Regions from separate parts of the Cricetulus griseus genome. Here all the other regions are linked to region 1. The links are chromatin contacts, called in public Hi-C and Micro-C maps. All regions are on one chromosome and are shown on one strand. Each heading gives the region's core, a stretch centred on a gene start, on an enhancer-like site or on the middle of the called end of the contact. The rest is flanking DNA. Distances are from core to core; before and after follow the strand shown. Region 1 holds the start of Hes1 (transcription factor HES-1). Region 2 has its middle 68 kb from the start of Cpn2. Region 3 has its middle 25 kb from the start of Cpn2.

What was found. Hi-C and Micro-C count contacts between places; a contact is called where the count stands out from the background.
Region 2: a contact with region 1 is called in a Hi-C map of fibroblasts, with 6 times the contacts expected there. The contact joins the enhancer-like site here to the promoter of Hes1 in region 1. A contact is called at or near these places in 5 of 8 Hi-C or Micro-C datasets (the CHK-Q cell line, the CHL-YN cell line, the CHO-K1 cell line and 2 more).
Region 3: a Micro-C map of the CHO-K1 cell line shows a contact between it and region 1, with 5 times the contacts expected there. The contact joins the enhancer-like site here to the promoter of Hes1 in region 1. A contact is called at or near these places in 4 of 8 Hi-C or Micro-C datasets (the CHK-Q cell line, the CHO-K1 cell line and fibroblasts).

What each region holds. Positions count from the first base shown.
Region 1 is chr4:59,408,618-59,411,800 of CriGri-PICRH-1.0, reverse strand. Hes1 (transcription factor HES-1) reads left to right here and starts at 1,758. Exons shown (of 4, transcript XM_027412913.2): 1 at 1,758-2,144; 2 at 2,300-2,395; 3 at 2,683-2,770. The coding sequence starts at 2,037. LOC103164170 (a long non-coding RNA gene) reads right to left here and starts at 667. Exons shown (of 6, transcript XR_003484890.2): 1 at 607-667.
Region 2 is chr4:59,274,864-59,278,345 of CriGri-PICRH-1.0, reverse strand. No RefSeq gene overlaps it. Among named protein-coding and RNA genes, the nearest start is that of Cpn2, 68 kb to the right of the region's middle. Within about 2 kb of position 1,700, at least 6 of the 6 cell types and tissues checked have open chromatin away from gene starts, as enhancers often do. A contact at or near this core is called in the CHO-K1 cell line and fibroblasts, where this site is marked.
Region 3 is chr4:59,232,050-59,235,676 of CriGri-PICRH-1.0, reverse strand. No RefSeq gene overlaps it. Among named protein-coding and RNA genes, the nearest start is that of Cpn2, 25 kb to the right of the region's middle. Within about 2 kb of position 1,381, at least 4 of the 6 cell types and tissues checked have open chromatin away from gene starts, as enhancers often do. A contact at or near this core is called in the CHO-K1 cell line and fibroblasts, where this site is marked.

The DNA of each region.
Region 1 (3,183 bases), core at 509-3,008:
AGCCGGCAGCACGCAGTCGCCCGTCTCTTCCCCGCCGTCCGCCGCGGCCTCCTGGATGCAGCGAGGGACCCGGGAAGGGGCGGGCGGGCGGGCGAGCGGGCAGGCGCGCGAAGCCTCTGTAACCACAGCCGCTGAGCGGAGGCAGGAGGCTGACCCTGCCGCTTCCTAAGTGCGGTCAGGCATCTCGTGACCGCGGCGGCCGCCCGGGTCCCTCCCCCGCCGCAGTCGCCGGGGAGGTTTCGGCTGCGCTCAAACCCCAAGATCGGAGTCCGGGCTGGGTTGCTTGGGATGGAGTTGGGGGTGGGGAGCACGAATTCCCTGCTCGCCACCCCTGGGCGAGCGCTGCCCCACCCGGAAGGGCTGACCTTGGCGGGAGGGGTGGGGGGGAGGCTAACGCGGGGCCTGATCCCGACCCTCCACCCCCACGGATTCCTGACTCGCCCAGGCCGGAGGAGGGGGCCCCGGACACACACGGACACACACACACACATACACACACACACACACACACACACACACACCCCACACGCAGCGCGCGCCAATGAGCCCAGGCCAGGCGCAGGGGGCGGGGTTTTCCCAGGCTCGAGCACAGCAGCTGCTATTTACCTTCTTGGCTTCTCCCGGGGACTAGAGCCGTCCCCCGCTCCCGGCCGCCCGCCGCCGGCCCGCCTCCCTGCCCCCGGGGCGCGCGCACACACACACTCACACACGCACGCACACACACATCCTCTGGGTCCGGCCGCAGCCGCGGCGGCAATAAAACATCCTGGCACGTGCTCCGACTCCAGGCGCGCCCTCGCCGGCCGGCTGATGTCAAACTGCAGCTCGGCTGGTGGAGCTCTTAAAGGGCTCGCACGCCGGGCGCAGAGGCCGCCTATGGCCGCCCGCAGGGCGAGGAGGGGAGAGGCCGGCTCCCTGCCTGCCGCCTCTCGGTACTGCCAACCGAGAGCCTGCGGGGGAGAAAGGTATAGAGTGGCGAAGGAGCGCGCGCCCTTGTGGCATTGCTATCAAAGCCCCTCTTGTTCATTTTTCATTTGAAATTCCATTTCCTTTCTGCCCAGTAGGAAATTATTCTGATTGTTTCCTGGAGAAGCGTGAGGTCCAATGCCCCATTCCCAGGAGAGGAATGAGAAGCAAGCTGGGGGGCGGGGAAGGGGCAGACATCCAAAAGCCATCTTGCTCCAAAAAACCTGCCTGTGAAGGCACTTCTCTTTTGGGGTGGTGGTGGTGAGGGAGTGATTAGTTTGGGGGTTTGGGTATTGCTTTCCCCCCCTGCATGAGCAGTTTTCACTCCCCTGAGCATACAGAATTAGAGAATTCACTTTGGACGTTAGAGTAACACACCCTTGCGCGAGTTCCCTGGTTTTTAAATCACTAAATTATGTCTTTTCCTATATTTTCTCAAAATGTTTTTCAAATGAACTTACTATACAAAGTAGTTATATTGCACGTGGCAAAGACAATAAAAATCCAAAGACCTGGCCACAAAAGAAATAGACTATACCAAAGCCATGGCGGAAAAGTCCTTTCTAAAGCAAAGCCCAGAGGAGTCAGCAAAGGGTTAAAATCCTTTTGATTGACGTTGTAGCCTCCGGTGCCCCGGGCTCAGGCGCGCGCCATTGGCCGCCAGACCTTGTGCCTGGCGGCCAATGGGGGGGCGCAGTCCACGAGCGGTGCCGCGTGTCTCTTCCTCCCATTGGCTGAAAGTTACTGTGGGAAAGAAAGTTTGGGAAGTTTCACACGAGCCGTTCGCGTGCAGTCCCAGATATATATAGAGGCCGCCAGGGCCTGCGGATCACACAGGATCTGGAGCTGGTGCTGATAACAGCGGAATCCCCCGTCTACCTCTCTCCTTGGTCCTGGAATAGCGCTACCGATCACTAAGTAGCCCTAAGACATACTAAACCCTCAGCTGCTCAGTAGTTTTTCTTATGAAAGTCAAGTAAAAGGGGCATAAGCAAAAAAATATTTTTTGCGTGAAGGATTCCAAAAATAAAATTCTCTGGGGATTGAGAAGAAAGAAAAAGAGAAAGAAAATGCCAGCTGATATAATGGAGAAAAATTCCTCGTCCCCGGTGGCTGCTACCCCAGCCAGTGTCAACACGACACCGGACAAACCAAAGACCGCCTCTGAGCACAGAAAGGTAAGACAGTACCTGCGTCTCTCTGAAGCTATTACGTAGGCTATGCGCGGAGGGGCTCCTCGTACTTTTCCCTCTTAAAACCTCGGGGTGAAATGGCAGATCCCATGGGAGCTCAACCCTCACCCCCGGTTTTTTTTTTTTTTTTTCCTTTGCAGTCATCAAAGCCTATCATGGAGAAGAGACGAAGGGCAAGAATAAACGAAAGTCTGAGCCAGCTGAAAACACTGATTTTGGATGCACTTAAGAAAGATGTAAGTGAGCAATGCATATTATTATTATTATTATTATTATTATTATTATTATTATCATTATTATTACGAATGCAGTGGTATTTCTCAGGCACAAAGAACCTGACTCTTCCCCTGCTGTGTGAGGATCTTACCCCGCCAGCACTGCCTTCCCCTAGGCGGGAGGGAGGTTCGGGCCTCTCCCACAGGGCCCTGGGATGTGGGACATGCGGGCGGGGTTGGGGACCTTCAGAACAAGAGGCAGTTGACAAGGGGGGGTCTCACTTTCTTCCCTTGTTTCCTCTGCGTAGAGCTCCCGGCATTCCAAGCTGGAGAAGGCAGACATTCTGGAGATGACAGTGAAGCACCTCCGGAACCTGCAGCGGGCGCAGATGACCGGTGAGGACCGCGCGTGCGTCCCCTCTCTGCGGGTGTCCCTTTCGGCCCGCGGTGATTTCTTCCAGACTTCCGCCCGCGGTTGTGAGAGGCATTCAGCTACATTTTACTGCCTTGGCTCACTCCGCGTTCCCACGGTCTGGGTCTTATTTATAGCCACAACTCCCAAGTTGTTACTGCTCCGGAAAGGGAGGGAGAGGTTGTAGCCGAGAGGGTGGTGGGCGGCTTGGCTGTGGTGGAAGCTGGTGAGGGCGAAAGGACTTAGGACTGAGGCGGTTTGGGGCTGGATAGAAGCTAGGGGTCACTGGTTTAGCACCCGTCCAACCGCTGCCGCAGGAGGGGAAGTGGGACTTGGAAAGCGCCTTGGGTGGCATTGCCCAAGGTCACGTAGCGCGCGGGGCTAGAGGTGGCAGATC
Region 2 (3,482 bases), core at 451-2,950, 130 kb after region 1:
CTGGCAATGCCACCTTCTCTCTGGCCCTGTAGTATGTAATGTTAGCAACTTCCTGTCTTGTCAGTCTTCGGGCTGCTGCCCCCATGTGTACTCTTCATGACTTCCCATACCTACATGACTACCCTCCCTCTGCTGAGGTTTATGGGATGGGTTATGTTTTCTACATGGATTCCTTCTGGCTCTAAATCAGTGCCCAGATGAACCCTAGCCCCCAAAAGAGTCAAAGCGATGGGCGGAAAAGGCAATTCTGGCTTGAGTATCAAAAAGGCAGAGCAAGGCAGGGGTGTCACGGAGGGAAAGCTGAGCTATCTATGACTATAGCTGGTAAATGAGGGTATGTTGAAGTAAGGGTATCCATTCTCAGCCCTCCTGTACCCCTCCCCCTCTCACACCCAGTTGCATAAGGCTGAACCAGCCCTGGCATCCTTGGAAGCTATGACACAAGAGTCCGTGCTTCTCAAGTGCATGGGCCAGATCCTGTGACTCTGAGCAGGCCAAACTTGCAGGTCCACGTCATCTCCTCCATCAGGATTTGGTGAGAAGGCCTCCCACAATGATGTCAGCAAAGGAAGCAGGTGTCTTTCCACTCAGCTACTCCCCACACACACACACACACAGAGTATCTGGGACACAGAAAGGACTCTCAGTTCTGCCTCTTCCGAATATTCCCACAAGGTACACCCTCGCTCTCCAGGATGAGGGCTCTGTCTGTGACTCCAAACAGTCTGACCCTGACATAGTCTGTGGAAAAAGGAAAAATCACACCAAAGGAAGAAATCTGGACCCTTAGCTCCAGGTTCATTGGGGCCCCATGACATTCCCACTCTGATCTTCCCCATGTTTTACATTGTTTCATCTGTCCATAGTGCTAAGAGACCCTCCCAAGTGCCCATGGGCTCCTGCTCAACACAACTGTACTGAGTGCCTACCAGGTGCTGGCAGTTTGCAGAGATGGGTACCCTAAGGTCCTGCTTTCAAAAAAGAAAGAGAAAAGAAAATGATAAGAATAATTGGGGGGGGAGGTGTTACAGGATCCAACAGCTGGGACCAATATGACTTTGGTCATGTGACTCTTGTTGCCTTTGCATTCTCATCATGTATAAAAATGGACAAAATAGACACTGAGTTGTAAAAGTGTTCGTGTAGGAAACCAATTTGGCATAGATTAGACACACTCTAATATCCATTAACTGTTTTCTTTACACACAAGTTTACACACAAGTCTGGGGAAGCCTCCAGAGAGTAAGGCACTGATAAAGGCTTGCTTCTGTTCACACGAGCCCTTCACAAAACCTCTCACCCCGGGATAAGATTTAAAAAAAGAAAAGGAGGAAGAGGAGGAGAGGAGGAGGAGGAGGAGGAGGAGGAGGAGGAGGAGGAGGAGGAGGAGAGAAGAAGAAGAAGAAGAAGAAGAAGAAGAAGAAGAAGAAGAAGAAGAAGAAGAAGAAGAAGAAGAAGAAGAAGAAGAAGAAGAAGACAGAAGACAGAAATAAAAAACAAACAAACAAACAAACAGCCTGGTCTTTCCCATTTTGGTGATCGTCTGCAGCCTGACCTCGGAGGCATCCCATGTACCCCTGACAGCCTGACCGACACCCCTCCCGGCCGGATGTGAACGCTGAGGGCCAAGGTTGGGAGCGTTTCCGGGACGGCTGGGTCACAGTGTGGCTCTGCAGTGTCTGGCAGCCCCACCCTTCCTGGCAGCCAGACCTCCTCCTCTGGCCTCTGAGAGCCTGCCAGCACCCGGGAGGGAGAGCTGGCCCTGGAGACGCGAGGTCCAGCTCGGCGGGGAGGGCAGGACCAGGCAGCGGGGACCGACGCTCTCCACCCCCACCCCCTCCCCCCCGCCCCCTGGCCTGCCACACACTCCTATCTCACTCAGCAAGTGCCGAGTGCTCCTCCTAGTGGGGAAGGAAGGATGCGCGACCCCGGCCTGGGCCCTCCTCTGGGCAGCTAGAGTCCAGCATGATAATGGCTGGATGGCAACATCAGCTGGTCCCACCCTACCTCACAGTAGGAAAGGCCCGTTCATATCAGGTGCCTTTTGAGCGTGCCACATTTTTGAGGATCCATTTTACAGATGAGAGCACCGAGTCAGTCTCAGGCTGGACTGCAACTGCTTTCTTTGCCACACCCCTGGCCGGTACCCATGGCCCATGCTTTTCCACCTGGCCACACAGACATGACACCATCTTAAAAACAGACCTCATTCTCCTCTTTGCCCTCTGACCTTAATCACCAGAAACCAAGTGCCCCAGGGGTATCCTGATTAAATGTCTTTTGACTGGCTGATCACTGCTGTTCTTGATGCCATTCCTTCAGAGTTAGTGCCCCCTCACCCCACCCCCACCCCACCATGCATCAACACGCCTAACCCCGCAGGAGAAAGGGGCCTTCTGCTCACTGTGGGGAGAGAGAGAGTTGAAAAAGTTGCCTCTGATTAACTGTATCACATCAGCCTGGGTCACACGCTACAGGGAGTGGGGAGTGTCTCCAGCTCTGTCAGTAGAAACCACAGAAGCCTGAAGGCTGTCCCCTGGAGAGCCTCCAAGCCCCCACCCTCACCCCTGCTCATAGTGGTATTTTGGAGCAACTCACTCATCAAGGAGGGTAGGGGGCCCTTATTCTGTCTCCCAGAAATAGGCCTCCCAACCTGAATGAAGCCACATGCCGCCCGGGGGGATGTGTGTTCTGGGGACCAGCCCTGGAGGTCTAGTCTGGAGACGCTAGCCTGGAGGCTCTTGGAAGCCACAGGAAGAGGAAGGTCCCCTGTCCACCATCCCCAGCCTGGATCCTGTCACAAGCCTGAGCTCAAGGACAGAACAGGCAGGCAGTGAGCTGTGTTTTCTGGGAAAGCAGCCAGTCCTTGTGCCCTCAGGCTTCCGGGCACTGAGGAGAGTGGTAGAGCAAGCACTGGCCGCCTCAACTCCCTCAGGCCCAGGCTGAGTGGGCACACCCTGTTTCTGGTGCCAGAGAAGCACAGCAGGGGTCCACAAACACTCAGCTCTTTGCTCTCAGTGGGAGGAGGGACACAGTGGAGGCTCAGAGCCGCACCAACCTGTGTCCAGGAGCACACGGAGTGCCAGTTTCCGGTAGTTGATTCTAAATCTGTCCTGTGCCCCCTGTCTGGCTGAGCTGTCTGAGGATAAGGGAAAGGCATTTATTTGACCAGGGCTTCAAAAACGCAGAGCTCCAAATCCTAGGTAGTGTGCCTGTGGGCACATGTCATTTCTCCTAATCCCAGCCTCAGTTTCCCAGATGTGTTCACCTTCCTGGTTGCTTGACGCTTAAGATGTATCTGGACACACTGAAGCACGGTTCTCCTACAGGGGCTGCTGTTTCTTACTGTCAAAGAATCGGATGAAGTCCTGTTAGCCCATCAGAGGAGATGAAGATAAGAGTGGGTGTGAACTCCCAAGTGTGGACGTGGGCACTTACTTTGAGACCCTCGGAGGCGGCCTCCTAGTTCCTGATAGCTGCCA
Region 3 (3,627 bases), core at 132-2,631, 180 kb after region 1:
CAACTCATTCTGATATACAGTATCTATCCCCTGCCCCTGTTATCAGACCCCTCATCCCATCACACACACACACACACACACACACACACACACACACACACACACACTAGGTGCCTGACAAACCACCCCCCTCTGAGCCCGTAGCTGTTTTCTGCCCATTAGCCTAGGCCCAGTCTATGACATTCTGGGGTGGCCCCGTCTCTGACACCCTGAGGTTAGGCAGAGCTCTGAGATGACATTGCTCATTTGGATTCTAGGAAGGATGGCTGTTCTTCAAATTAAACCAGTTCTCTCTGGACCCCCGCCACCGCTCCCTCCCTCACTGCTGGCCCTGGGGAGAGCTTTGAACAATTCCGTAGAAAAGGAATCTGCCAGGAGGCAGCTGTGTGACTCTGAGGAGTTCCTTTTAATCTCTTTGGCCTCAGTTTCCCTGGACTGGACCTGCTCCACCAGCTGTCTGGACTGAGGACAGCAAGTGGGGTGGGCTTCATAGGAGGAAACCAGGCCCTGGAAATGAGGGCAGGGGCAAGGAAGGAAGCTCACAGCCTCTTCAGTTGCCACTCCTCTTCTGTCCCCTGAGAAGTAGGCTCTGAGGAAACTGTCAGGGCAGGGCAGCATGCATTCTCCAGACCAGGGGTGGGCAAGCTTCTTTTCCCCACATGGCTTGTCTCCAGATGAGGCCTCACACCAGGGAAGGCAGAATATCAAACAGATGGGAAGGTGGGTGGGATGAAGAATAAAGTGGAATATTTATGATAAAGGTCACTCTAGCAGCCTGCTGGGACCCCCCTCCCCCCGGAGGGATGATGTCCCCAGCCTGCTAAGAAGCTAAACAGGGACCCTTCTTTCCAGGATAAAGCCCCATCCCTAAAAATAGAGTCCTTTAAAAAAAAAATCAAAACCCAGAAGCAAGCCTCAGCTCCCACCCCTATAGACATCAAAGGTCCCTTACAAAAGGGCCCTGCTTTATATGTCACAATACTAGAGGCAACCCCGGTGTATGAAAACCTTTATTATTTAGACCCACACAGCTCAGTTAAGGGCTGAAGGAAAAGAGAGAAACCATGAAAGGGAAAGGCAGAAGCTGGTTTCTGCAGTCCCTCGGCTTGTGGAACTTGCTGGGTGGGAGGCTCAGAAGGGGACACGGAACCTAAAGGAGCGAAGTTGGAACGGGCAGCAAGGGTCAGGGCGCAGCTCCAGAGGTGAGCCCGAGTCCTGGAGGAGACAGAGAGCGAAGCTGGTAGAGTGAAGCAACCTGTGCCGGGAGGCTGCAGGCGTTCCCCAGCACCGGCACATCACTAACGTCAAGCGCGGCTAAGCAGCCGCCAGCACTAATTAGGTGCAGATGCAGGCGCAGTGCAAGCCTGGGCCAGGAGCGGCTCCCGGAGGCGCGCGCTCCAGGCGCAGCCACCGCCTCTGCAGCAGGGACCAGCAGCTGCCCGGAGCCCAGAGCTTCCCCGCGGCACCACGGCGCCCCCTCACGGCCATCTCAGGTGGAGAGCCTGCGGAGAACCGCGGAAACAACCACCGGGAGCCTGGGATGCCTGAGCCTTTAGTACATCCCACGCGCATTCTGATTACCTAAAGCGTGTTTTAAAATCCTGACGCCTCGTCGTATCCCATGCTTATTAAATTTGTATATGGGAGTTGGATTCAGACACCAGGGTTTCAAAAACTCTCTCTGTAGGAGATTCCAGTCCACAGCAAAGTTCAAAAGCAGCTGTCCTACAGCGGTAGTTCTGAACTTGAGCTGCATTGGAACAACCTGGGGGCCAGACAGCATGAGGCATGGACTGCTGGGGCGACACCCTGGAGTTTCTGATGCCATAGGTCTGTGGCTGGGTCTTGTGAATGAGCTTTCACTCCCCAGGACATAAGCGGGGCTGGCAGAGATTGAGCGCTGGCTGGGAGCTTGCTAGAAATTCAGGCTAAGAGGCCACCTTCCACCTGCTAATCACGATGTTTTGACACACACGAGTGAGTCCTCTGATATCACGGCTGAGAAGCGCTATTTTAAGCACTGTTTGGTCAGAGCTCACACACCAAGCTGGCAGGAGTGCTTCTCCTGACACCCCAAGAGTGGCAGATCTGCCGGCCAGATAGGACTTCCCAGATTCTTGGATCCAATTATCTTGAACATTGGATGGAAGAAACTGAGACCCAAAGGATAGATGCCCCAGAGCCTGGGTTTCAGGGTGACTCATTGTCCCTGTGGTCTCTGATCCGTCTCCATCAGTCAGGTAGCAAATTGACATGGGCTGCCTCTGCCTTGCCTCTGCTCTGCTTCATAGAAGGGGCTGAGGAAGCAAGTCAAGACACGGGAAAATGGCAGCAGAGAGTGGGAGGTAAGCAGGTGTACAAGGCAGCAGTTTAGAGGTTCTGTCAGCTTCTGACCCTCCCTGCCTAGACTCACAGCCGTGATCACCTGCTTGTAACTGTTCTTCTGAATTCCCAGGGATGGATGAACAGAAGCAAGTCTATAGCACTGAGCATCCTGTCCCCAAAGGGAGCTCCAGCCACAGCATATGGTGGGTTTCCATCTTTTTTGTAGTTGTCGTCCAGTTTTTTGGCTAAGTGTTGAGTGGCCATACAGTTGAGGCCTCTGGACCAGGGTGGGGGATGTCCTACTGTTTGGCCAAAAGAGGAAGGAAGATGGGTGGGGCTAGGAGAAGAGGAGAATGCTGGGTAGAGAGGCAGAGAGGCACCGTGAGAGATGCTATGTAGCAGAGGAAGGAGTAACAGGTCCAGACCCTTCTCTGGTAAGCCAAGACCCCGTGGAAATACATGGATTTATAGAAATGGGTTAATAATTAAGACAGAGCTAGCCAATAAGAAGCCCTAGCGATCGGCCAACAATTTAGAAATTAATATATGTCTCTGTGTGCTTATTTGGGGCTAAAGCTGTGGTGGGGCCAGATGGGAAAGAAACTCCAGCAATAGGACCATTATTCTTGTGGGTAGTCTCGGGGGAACACGGAGGCATAGAATGGTTCTTTTTTGATCATAGTATAGAGCCCATGTAAGAAGCTAAATAAACACATGAATACCCATGCATAACTTCATACATCTGGAGAGTTCAGTGTCCACAAAGGAGTAGGTGGGTACTTGAGAGACACTTGTATGGCCCAGGAATACCAGGGTAGGCTTCCTAGAGATATGATGGCTATTACAAAAGGGGCATTGTAGATGCTGGATGAGAACAACATTAGTGTTATTCTGTTATTTCGCTGCTCTGCTACTTCACGTTATAGTTTTATTGCCATGACCAAGGCAACTCTTCCCCCCACCCCCCCACCCCCACCCCCCCCACCCCCCACCCCCCCACCCCTCATCCCCTACCCCCCCACCCCGGCAACTCTTTTAAAAGAAAGCACTTAACCAGAGGTTTGCTTAGAGTTTTAGAGGTTTAGTCTATCATCATCATGGTGGGAGGCAGACGGACATGGCTCTGGAGCAGCAGCTGAGAGCTTTACATCCTGATCCACAGGCAGCAGGCACAGGGAGAGAGAGAGAGAATGGGCCTGGTGTGGGCTTTTGAAACCTCAAAGCCAGTGACACACCTTCTCCAGCAAGGCCACACCCACTCCAAATCCATACCTCCTAATCCTTCCCAAAGAGTGCCACCCC